Regions from separate parts of the Arachis hypogaea genome. Here region 1 is linked to region 2. Evidence: chromatin contacts called from public Hi-C data. All regions are on one chromosome and are shown on one strand. The core of a region is the stretch at or near the end of the contact, and the rest is flanking DNA. Distances in the headings are between cores, read along the strand shown. Region 1 has its middle 34 kb from the start of LOC112782319. Region 2 holds the start of LOC112784292 (NAC domain-containing protein 92).

What was found. Hi-C and Micro-C count contacts between places; a contact is called where the count stands out from the background.
Region 1: a Hi-C map of leaf shows a contact between it and region 2, with 3 times the contacts expected there. The contact joins the enhancer-like site here to the promoter of LOC112784292 in region 2. A contact is called at or near these places in 2 of 8 Hi-C or Micro-C datasets (both in leaf).

What each region holds. Positions count from the first base shown.
Region 1 is chr20:134,397,560-134,401,790 of arahy.Tifrunner.gnm2.J5K5, reverse strand. No RefSeq gene overlaps it. Among protein-coding and RNA genes, the nearest start is that of LOC112782319, 34 kb to the left of the region's middle. Within about 2 kb of position 2,805, at least 2 of the 3 cell types and tissues checked have open chromatin away from gene starts, as enhancers often do.
Region 2 is chr20:134,320,559-134,325,110 of arahy.Tifrunner.gnm2.J5K5, reverse strand. It overlaps LOC112784292 (NAC domain-containing protein 92), which reads right to left and starts at 2,674. Exons shown (of 4, transcript XM_072230154.1): 1 at 2,352-2,674; 2 at 1,748-1,795; 3 at 1,532-1,746; 4 at 1-455. The coding sequence starts at 2,514.

The sequences.
Region 1 (4,231 bases), core at 1,556-4,055, 77 kb before region 2:
TAATTTGCTACAAAATAGGTAGGATATAGCTTTTGCTTTGCGACAATATTGCCGTTGCCAAGTCGCTCGCTAAATTAAACTTGCGACAACTTAGCGACAAATGTATTTCGCTCGCTAATCAGCGACTTGAAATCAGCGAACGAAGTGTGTCGGTTGTTAAACGGTCGCAAATTTCTCACTACTTAGGTCCTAGACATTCAATATCTGTATTTCCCCTTTAGCGACTAATTAGCAAGGAACACTTCCCTAGCTGAATGATTTTCCGTTGCGACGGGTTAGCGACGACTGTTTTCTGTCGCTACCCTAATTTTGAATTTTTACAATATTATGCGACAAATTAGCGAGAAACTAGTTGCTCGCTAAAAATAAAAACTTTGGTGACAAATTAGCTAGGAATTTGTCCATCGCAAAATGCATTTCAAGTCTTTGTGACGGATTAGCTAGTAACATTGTCCTTCACTAATTAGCCTTTTCGCACAAAATTTATTTAGCGACGAACTAGTGTGTGAATTATTTCTCGCTAATTGTATATCAAACACTTGCGACGGAATAGTGACAATAATATGCCTCGCTATTTTTCTTTTATTCGATTGAACTTCTAAGTGACTAATTTGCTAGAACATTGTCACTCGCTAATTATTTTGTGACAAATTAGCGAGGAAATTTTTCTCGCTCTTTTTTTAGCTACGAAACTGAATTTGCGAGAAACAAACTTACTCATAAATCTCTCGCTAATCAGTCACTTTTCTCAAGTTCGGACATTTTGTGACCGCTCATTAATTTTGTCGTTAGTGCGTCACTATTTCCTCACAAGTTAGTGACGGATTAGTGATAAAAAATATTTCTCGCAAAAATTCGTCGCTAATTTATCAAATTCTTGTAGTGTACCCATAAAAGAGAGTTATGTATTACAAAAGTACCAAAACTTTAATTTTTTTGTTAATTTTTTAATAAAATATCCCAATTATCCCCACTCCCTTTCTCTCTCTGACTCACAATCATCTGAAGCAAACCTAATCCTAAACCAATAAACCCTTCTTCGAATCCAGTCATCATCCATTCAAACTCATCGTCGAATTCTTCTCCTCAGGTAGAGTGTGCCATTGCGAGCAACAGTAACAGAGATCTGTAGCACCAAGGTCCTCCCCAAGCTCCACCACCGCCAAACCTTATTCGAACTCCAACACAACTCTACAGCAACAACATTTCCTTTGTGTTAGAACATCACATCTCGAAACCCCTTAATCCCTATTTCAATGGGTCTCCTTGGCACCTTAACCCTCATCATCAACATCCTCAACCATCCCTCTTGCACTTGTGCGTACTAAATCACTTTCACCCATCTCAAACAACAAGAAAAAGAAGAACAAGAACAAGAAGAAATAAGGGGAGGGACCGACCATAGAGTCTGGGTTTGGAGCGGCCATGCCCAGCTTGGCCTAATCCACCCTGATGGATGTCCCGTACCCAAGAATCCTCGGTTAGAAGTCCCTACAGTGTCTCCTGATGGAGGGTTTGGGGCTTTGCAAGCTCAGAACAAGGTGTCTCAAGCTTTAAGAGAATTCGTCTTAAATGGTGATGACGATGATAATTATGATGATGACGATGACGATGACAACGACGATGTTGAGTGGAAGAATATGAGGGGTTCTTTTAGAGAGAGAGAGCGCGCAAGCTAGAGGTCACCGGCAATGGAGGGTTGAAGATAAAGAGATGGTGGAAATAGAGGATTGTGAAGGTTTGGAATTTAGAAAAGAAAAGATACGTGTGGAATTGAGGATGAAGATAAAGAGTGGGAGTAATTTGAAAATTTAATTAAAAAGTCAACAAAAAATTAGAATTTGAGTACTTTTGTCACACAAAATTCATCTTTTATTGGTACAACATTAGTCTCTTTATTTGATGGGTACTTTTGTAAGTATTCGTAAAGTTTATGAGCATAAATGATTATTTTTTCTTAAATTGTAAGATATGTACGTTAATAATGTGTTATATTTCCGTCACTTTTAGAATTTTTCACTCTTTTCTTTCACATCGTATTACTATAGATGTATATAATAAGGTCAATTATAGTGTAAAAATGTAAATTCATATAGAAAAAACAGATATTTATTTTAAACCATACAAATTATTATTTAATAATACTAGTGATGCTGTTGATGTTGATACACACGTGTAGCTGTTTTTAACCAAAAAAAAAACATAATCTGTACAAAATATATTTTTCCAGTAGTATTTTTCATATAATAAAAAGGTAAAAGATATTTTTTATTTAAAAATTTTAAGTTTTAATTTATTTTTATTTTATTCTCAATAATTTTTATTTGCATTCATTTTATCCTAATTTTTAAAATTTTCTGGTTAAAATAAATCACCAAATAAAAAATATATTTTATCTTAATAAAAATAACTAAATAAATGATTATGACCTCTTCCAAAGGAACACTAATAACGATGATAATGAGTATGATATAAGGAGTCAGCAATCACTACGATATACCCCCATCACCATAGACATAAAGGTGACAAATTAAAGACAACTAGCCCAAAAAAAAAAAAAAAAAGTAGGATATGCTTTATGTTCGTGTGGCTAAGTTGAGGTGAATTAATCAATTTAGATTATCAGTTGAGTAATTAACTCATTTTTTTGTTTAAAAATATATCAAAAATTTAATTTTTATTTTATATATATAATAATTTATTAGTCAACAGTAAATCTTTAAATAAATTTTAGATTTACAACAGACTAATTTTTAATCTGTTAAGTTATAAGATACTTTGGGGGAGAGAGAGAGAGCCACTAATTAAATTGAGCGGGGCACCACATATATATTGAAAAGCATTGGGACCATCTTGGAAAGAACACACATACATAACACTACTCGAATTAATTAATTTTATTATTGGTAAAGAATAATTTTAGTGGAAGTATTTTTGAGTAAATAAGACATCATATCATATAATGTATATCACATTCAAAAGATAGTGATCACGCACCAAACAGCATTTTCATCCTCTATGAGTCTATGGTCCATTATTTCTTCATCATAAAACCAAATCTTGAGCACTTATTTTTTCCAAAATAATTAATTAAAGTGCTATAGGTTTCATCTACTATAGATATTTAGTTTCTTAACATTCAAACGTTTAATTAGCTAAATTAACTCGTAAAAAGAATTGAAGAAATAACTTTTTTTTAACTCGTTGCCTAATTAATTAAATGTATATCACCATGACCTTTTTATACATATTTTGATATGTTCTATATATCAAGATATATTAAATTTTTGAGGCAAAAGATTTTCTTGAACTAAAAACTATACTAAAACGACCACCCTAATTAACTAAACGTTTTCTTCTCTATTTCATTAATCATAAACTGATTACTACGTTCATCATATACAATCACAAAGATTCTAGAACTCTATTGGAATATTTCTAATTCGTTAGCTATTGAACCAATTTTTTTTTATCATCATGAACATTATTAAATTTACATTATTGGATTATTTTGATGTACTGTGCACAAAGTTAATTTGATATATTATTTTGAGGGGTTATAATGGTGCAAATAAAGTAATGAACATAAATAGGACCCGATTCTTTTTTTCTCTCTTTTTTTTTAGGGGTTTGTTTTTCATTATATTTTTGGGAAGAAATTAAAATAGGCCCTATGGCCTGGTACAGAACAGAATGGACCTGGGTAGATATTCATATTTCTGATATCATCTAAATCTAATTGCCACGGTATTGGGCTAAGCAAAAACAGTTGGATTGTGTCACCTATTGAGCCGAACAAAAATTGTTTCTATCTATTATTGAGAAAAAAATTATTCCTGCCAAAAAAAAAAACGTTATCTTACTTTCCTCTTTTTCCAGCAGAATAAAATTATTCCACAACTAATTTGGGTTAGTTTAATAATTAACTCACTAATCTATTTAAACAAGTGTTAGAAATTCGAATCTCTCATTGTACATTCATGAATTCATTGGCCAATAATAAACCATTAAATAGAATTCAGATTTCTAATAGACTAAATATTTGCATCTCAAATTAGGAGATACCATTAAAAAATTTATTTCCTGACCCCAAAAAAAATGCTGAATAAAATTATTCCTACACCTCAATTTTTATATACCATATTTTTTTAACCCCTTTTTCCCTCACTTTTTCCCCTTAAAATTTCTTATTATTCTCTCCACAACATTTTCTACGTCATTGTTTTCAAAA
Region 2 (4,552 bases), core at 1,425-3,924:
GAATCATATGCATAATATTCCTGATTCTCAAATGATGTTTGGAACACTTCTCTATTGTTGTACATCAAAGAGAACATGTCAGCATCAAAGTCCGTCTCCTTAGACGCATTACTTGTAGGGGCATTTTCGGAAATATCCCATGTGGCAGGGTTAAGGGTGTCTAAATCTGAAGAATCATAGGATGAAGAATAAGGTGGTTGTTGTTCCAAGAAAGGAGTTTCAATGCTATCAAATATGATGTCATCATTATTATTATCATCATCACGTGTGATTGGATTTGGATCCTCACTTTGATTATTTGGGTCTGATGAAAAGAATGTTACTTGTGAAGAATCCATTAATTGGGGAAGTTCCTTATTTTCATAGGAGCTGAACTCAACCAATCCCTGTGGTTGTGGAACATGCATTACTTTCTTTTCACTTTTGTGTAGAACTCTGCACAAAGCCCACTCTTTCTGAAATGAAAAAATAAAAATAGAAAAGGAACCATGTTAACAAATACTAAATTCAAATCAAATTAATTTGCATGAATTGTTAATGTTAAATATTTTATTTTATATAGATATTCAGTTATGTATTACTATATCAGTATATATAAATGTTAACTCAATTATTAACTATCTCAAAAATAAGCCATACATATGCATTATGTATAAAATTAATAGTGTAAAATTGAACGAAAGTTGCATGAATATATAGGTATCCGGATATGTATACACGAAAAGTTTTCATATATTTTATATATAAATACATGTGTTATTTAAATTATTTTTAATATATATTTTATAATAATAACTAATTTTAATATACATCTAACATGATTGATATATACAAAATACAAAAATTTTAGAAAATAAAAAGGTACAGATACGTAGGTATATATATAAATAAACTTTACAAAATATATTTCTCAACTAATAAAATACATTTTATGTCAAATTTATCATTAACATAGTCTAAATAATTGATATTAAATTAAAAAATAAACATTTAAATTGTCTAAATAATTAACTTAATAACTTAAAATACATATCTAAATAATTTTGAAAAAAATTTAACCAAAATAATGTTATTTTAAATTAATTTAAACAAAAAACAGAACCAAACCACAATATATACAAAAAAATATAAAAAAAATAAATTTTAATTAGCCAATTTTAATATTTAAATTTATAATTTATAATTAAAAATAAAAAATTTATGATTTAAAGTCTGAAATTTAAAATAAATAAAATAATTTTAAAAAATTAACTGTTGTTAGCTAAAAAAAGTTAATGACTTAATATTATTCATACTAAAAATGTACTTTTATAGTTTTTTATTTTATTTTTTGGTTAAATGTCACATATATACAACACGTGTATTCATACTTTTTATGTACAAATACGGTTATATCGACAAAAATAACTACTCCATCCAAAGAGATTAATGTATTACTAATTCAAAAGTTATAAATACATGCATCAAATTAAATGACAATATAATTTTTTTTTCTGACATGGCTGATGCATACTGATTGAACTCTAATTACCTTGGTTTCTTTGGGTAGATTGTATATAGAAGGTTTATTATCGCCTTCCAACCTATATTCATGCATGACCCAATTTGTCTTTTCACCATTTGGAGCTCTTCCTTTGTAGAAAACAAGTGTTTTCTTCATCCCAATAAGTGCTTTTGCTTTTGCATTGTATATCTCTCTGTCTTTCCCTGTGGCCTTCCAGTACCCAGCGCCAGTGGCTCTATTTGTCCTTCAAACAGAAAAAATACAATTCTTTTTCTCCCATTTTGCCCCTCCCTTCATTGAAAAAAATTAAAATAATAAATAAAAATCACAAATTTTGAAGTCAAAATAAATCAAAGGATGCTAAATAAAAAATAATATCATTAAAAACTATATTTCTACATATATATAAGTATACACCAAGATAGAATAACAACAATTTTTTAAATATTTTACGACGATTTTAAACCGCTGCAAAATGAAATATCAACATTTTAAACATCATATTTTAAGACACAGAGAAACAAATTCACAGTAATTTCCAGTAACTATTGGCGGCAGTTTATAACTAAAAAATATAATGCCATAAACAAAAAGTTACTTATTATACATATTTTCTACTTAAATAGGCATTTAAGAAATTTTCAGGAAAAAGTCATTTACATGTTATTTAAATATTCAGAACTAGTTAAAATCTCATTTATAATATTAAGATTTACATTAAAAAAAGAATGATTGAATAATGATGAATATTTTTAAAATATATTTCAAAGGCACATAATAAAAAGAGAATCAAATGATGAAAACCCAATTTATTTCTGAAAGGGAAAATAACAATTGAGATACTGACAAGGTAAATCCCAAGGCTCACACTTGTTGAAATCAGCCTCTCCAATAATGGCAGTTGCATAGAAGCAGCTACCAACAACCTTCTGAGAGAGGTAGTGAGTTATGAGCTCTTCATCTGTTGGATGAAACCTGAAACCTGGTGGCAGTTCAATCTTTGTATTCATTTCTATGTTATTATTTCTATTATTATTGGTCTTGATGTATTAAATTGTTATGTAACTGAAGAGAAGAAAAAAGAGAGATAGAGAATAATGGAAGGAGTAGAGTTGAATGAAGATGTTGTTCTTATTAAGTGCTTATAAATAGTGGATTTTATATATATATTTGAAAAATTGGGTGCATAGTTCAGAGAACCTTGGCTTTATTATAGTTATAGATAGAAAAACTATTGGGAAGTTTCATGCTTTTTATATTTTAGGTTTGTGTCTTTATTACTTTTATGGGATAAGTTAAGTTTTGATATCCAAAACTGAAAACTTGACCAAGAACACTTCACCCAATTAATTAGATAGCCTTTCACGTAACTGTTTACATCCCTTGTGTTTTTGTGCATACATATCTCTAGTAATTATCCTTTTACTTCTTGACTCAAACAATGATTCACTAATTTATACATAGCTAGTTCTCTATTTTATTTTATTTTAATTTTTTTATTATTTTTTACACAGATACTTTTTTGATTTATTGTGTTTAAACGTATCGAACACATTTCGAATATAATATTTATCGACATGCATCTGACACACGTATTTTGTATGTCCAACAGTATCTTAATAAAAAAAAATTTTTTCAAACATATTTAGACATTTAAATTTCATCATGTATTAACATGTCAAACCTTATTTTTAACATATATTCTTAAAATGAGTAATTTAAAAATAATATATATTATTAATTATTAAAACAAAAATATTTTAAATATTTTATTTAAAAAATATTTTATATTTTATATATATATATATATTATTTTTCATATCTTATAAAAATTTTAAATTTATATATTCACGTCTCCTATATTATATCATATCTCATATATATGGTAATGTTCATACATCATAGATGATTATACATGTCCCTGTTGATATCCTGTGCTCTCCATTATATTCATATATCTTACAATAAAACTCTATATTTTAGAAAATATAAACAACATACAAGAATGAAATTTTAAAAATTTTTATATAAATTTTAATATTATGTCATAACATAATTTTTTAAAAATATGAAATTTTACTCTTTCATTGTACTTTCATAAAAGTTGACCTTACATATGATGTGTACATATGTAATATTATTGTTTTCTTTTAATTTCAACGCTAAAAGGAAAAAGGAGTTACCTCCAACCCATACATTGCTTTACACTTTAATAATTGTGTACTGTTGATATTTATCCACAACAGACGAAAAACCTCACTCTTTTCATCAAAATAAAAAAATAAATAAAATAAGAACACACCTCTAGCATGTTATATATATAACCAACTTTTTTCTCAGGAGAAAAATTGGTCCAGATCAACCTTATCCAGAAGCATGGTCAATATGCATGTTGAAGTTATAATTTAAGTACAAAAAAGTTACGTTAAATGAATAACAAAATTAAAGAAAAAAGAGGTGTGTTATAGTTTGGAACAATGTGGGAAGTTTAATAGAAGAAGGTTAACAAACAAATGGAGAAAGGATTTAATTTTTATGTATAAATATATTAAATATTTAATATAGTATTTATATTTATTTTTAATATAATTATTCGTTCCATAAATATAAAAACGAGTTTTATATATATATATATAGGAAGTAAGTTGAGATGAGTCGAGTTAGACTAAACTCAAGCTCGACTCACGAAAATTAAGCTTGGCTCACGATTCGACTCATTAACAATCGAACCTATTTTGTAAGCTCAAGTTTGGCTCAACAAAAGTTCACGAGTTGGTTTAAATAATAGAAACATAGACTATAATTCTATATCAATAAATTATAACTTATATATATTAGAAAATATTTAAAAAAAATCAATTTTATATATTGTCTATCTATCAATTATAAATTTTTTATTTATATTTTACATTAAAATTATATATAAAAAATAAAATAAAATTTTAAATAATTAAGGACATTAATATATATAATTGAACTAGCTCATGAGCTAATGAACTGAGCTCATCCATTCTCATATCTGACTTATTTAATTTATGAGCTCAATTT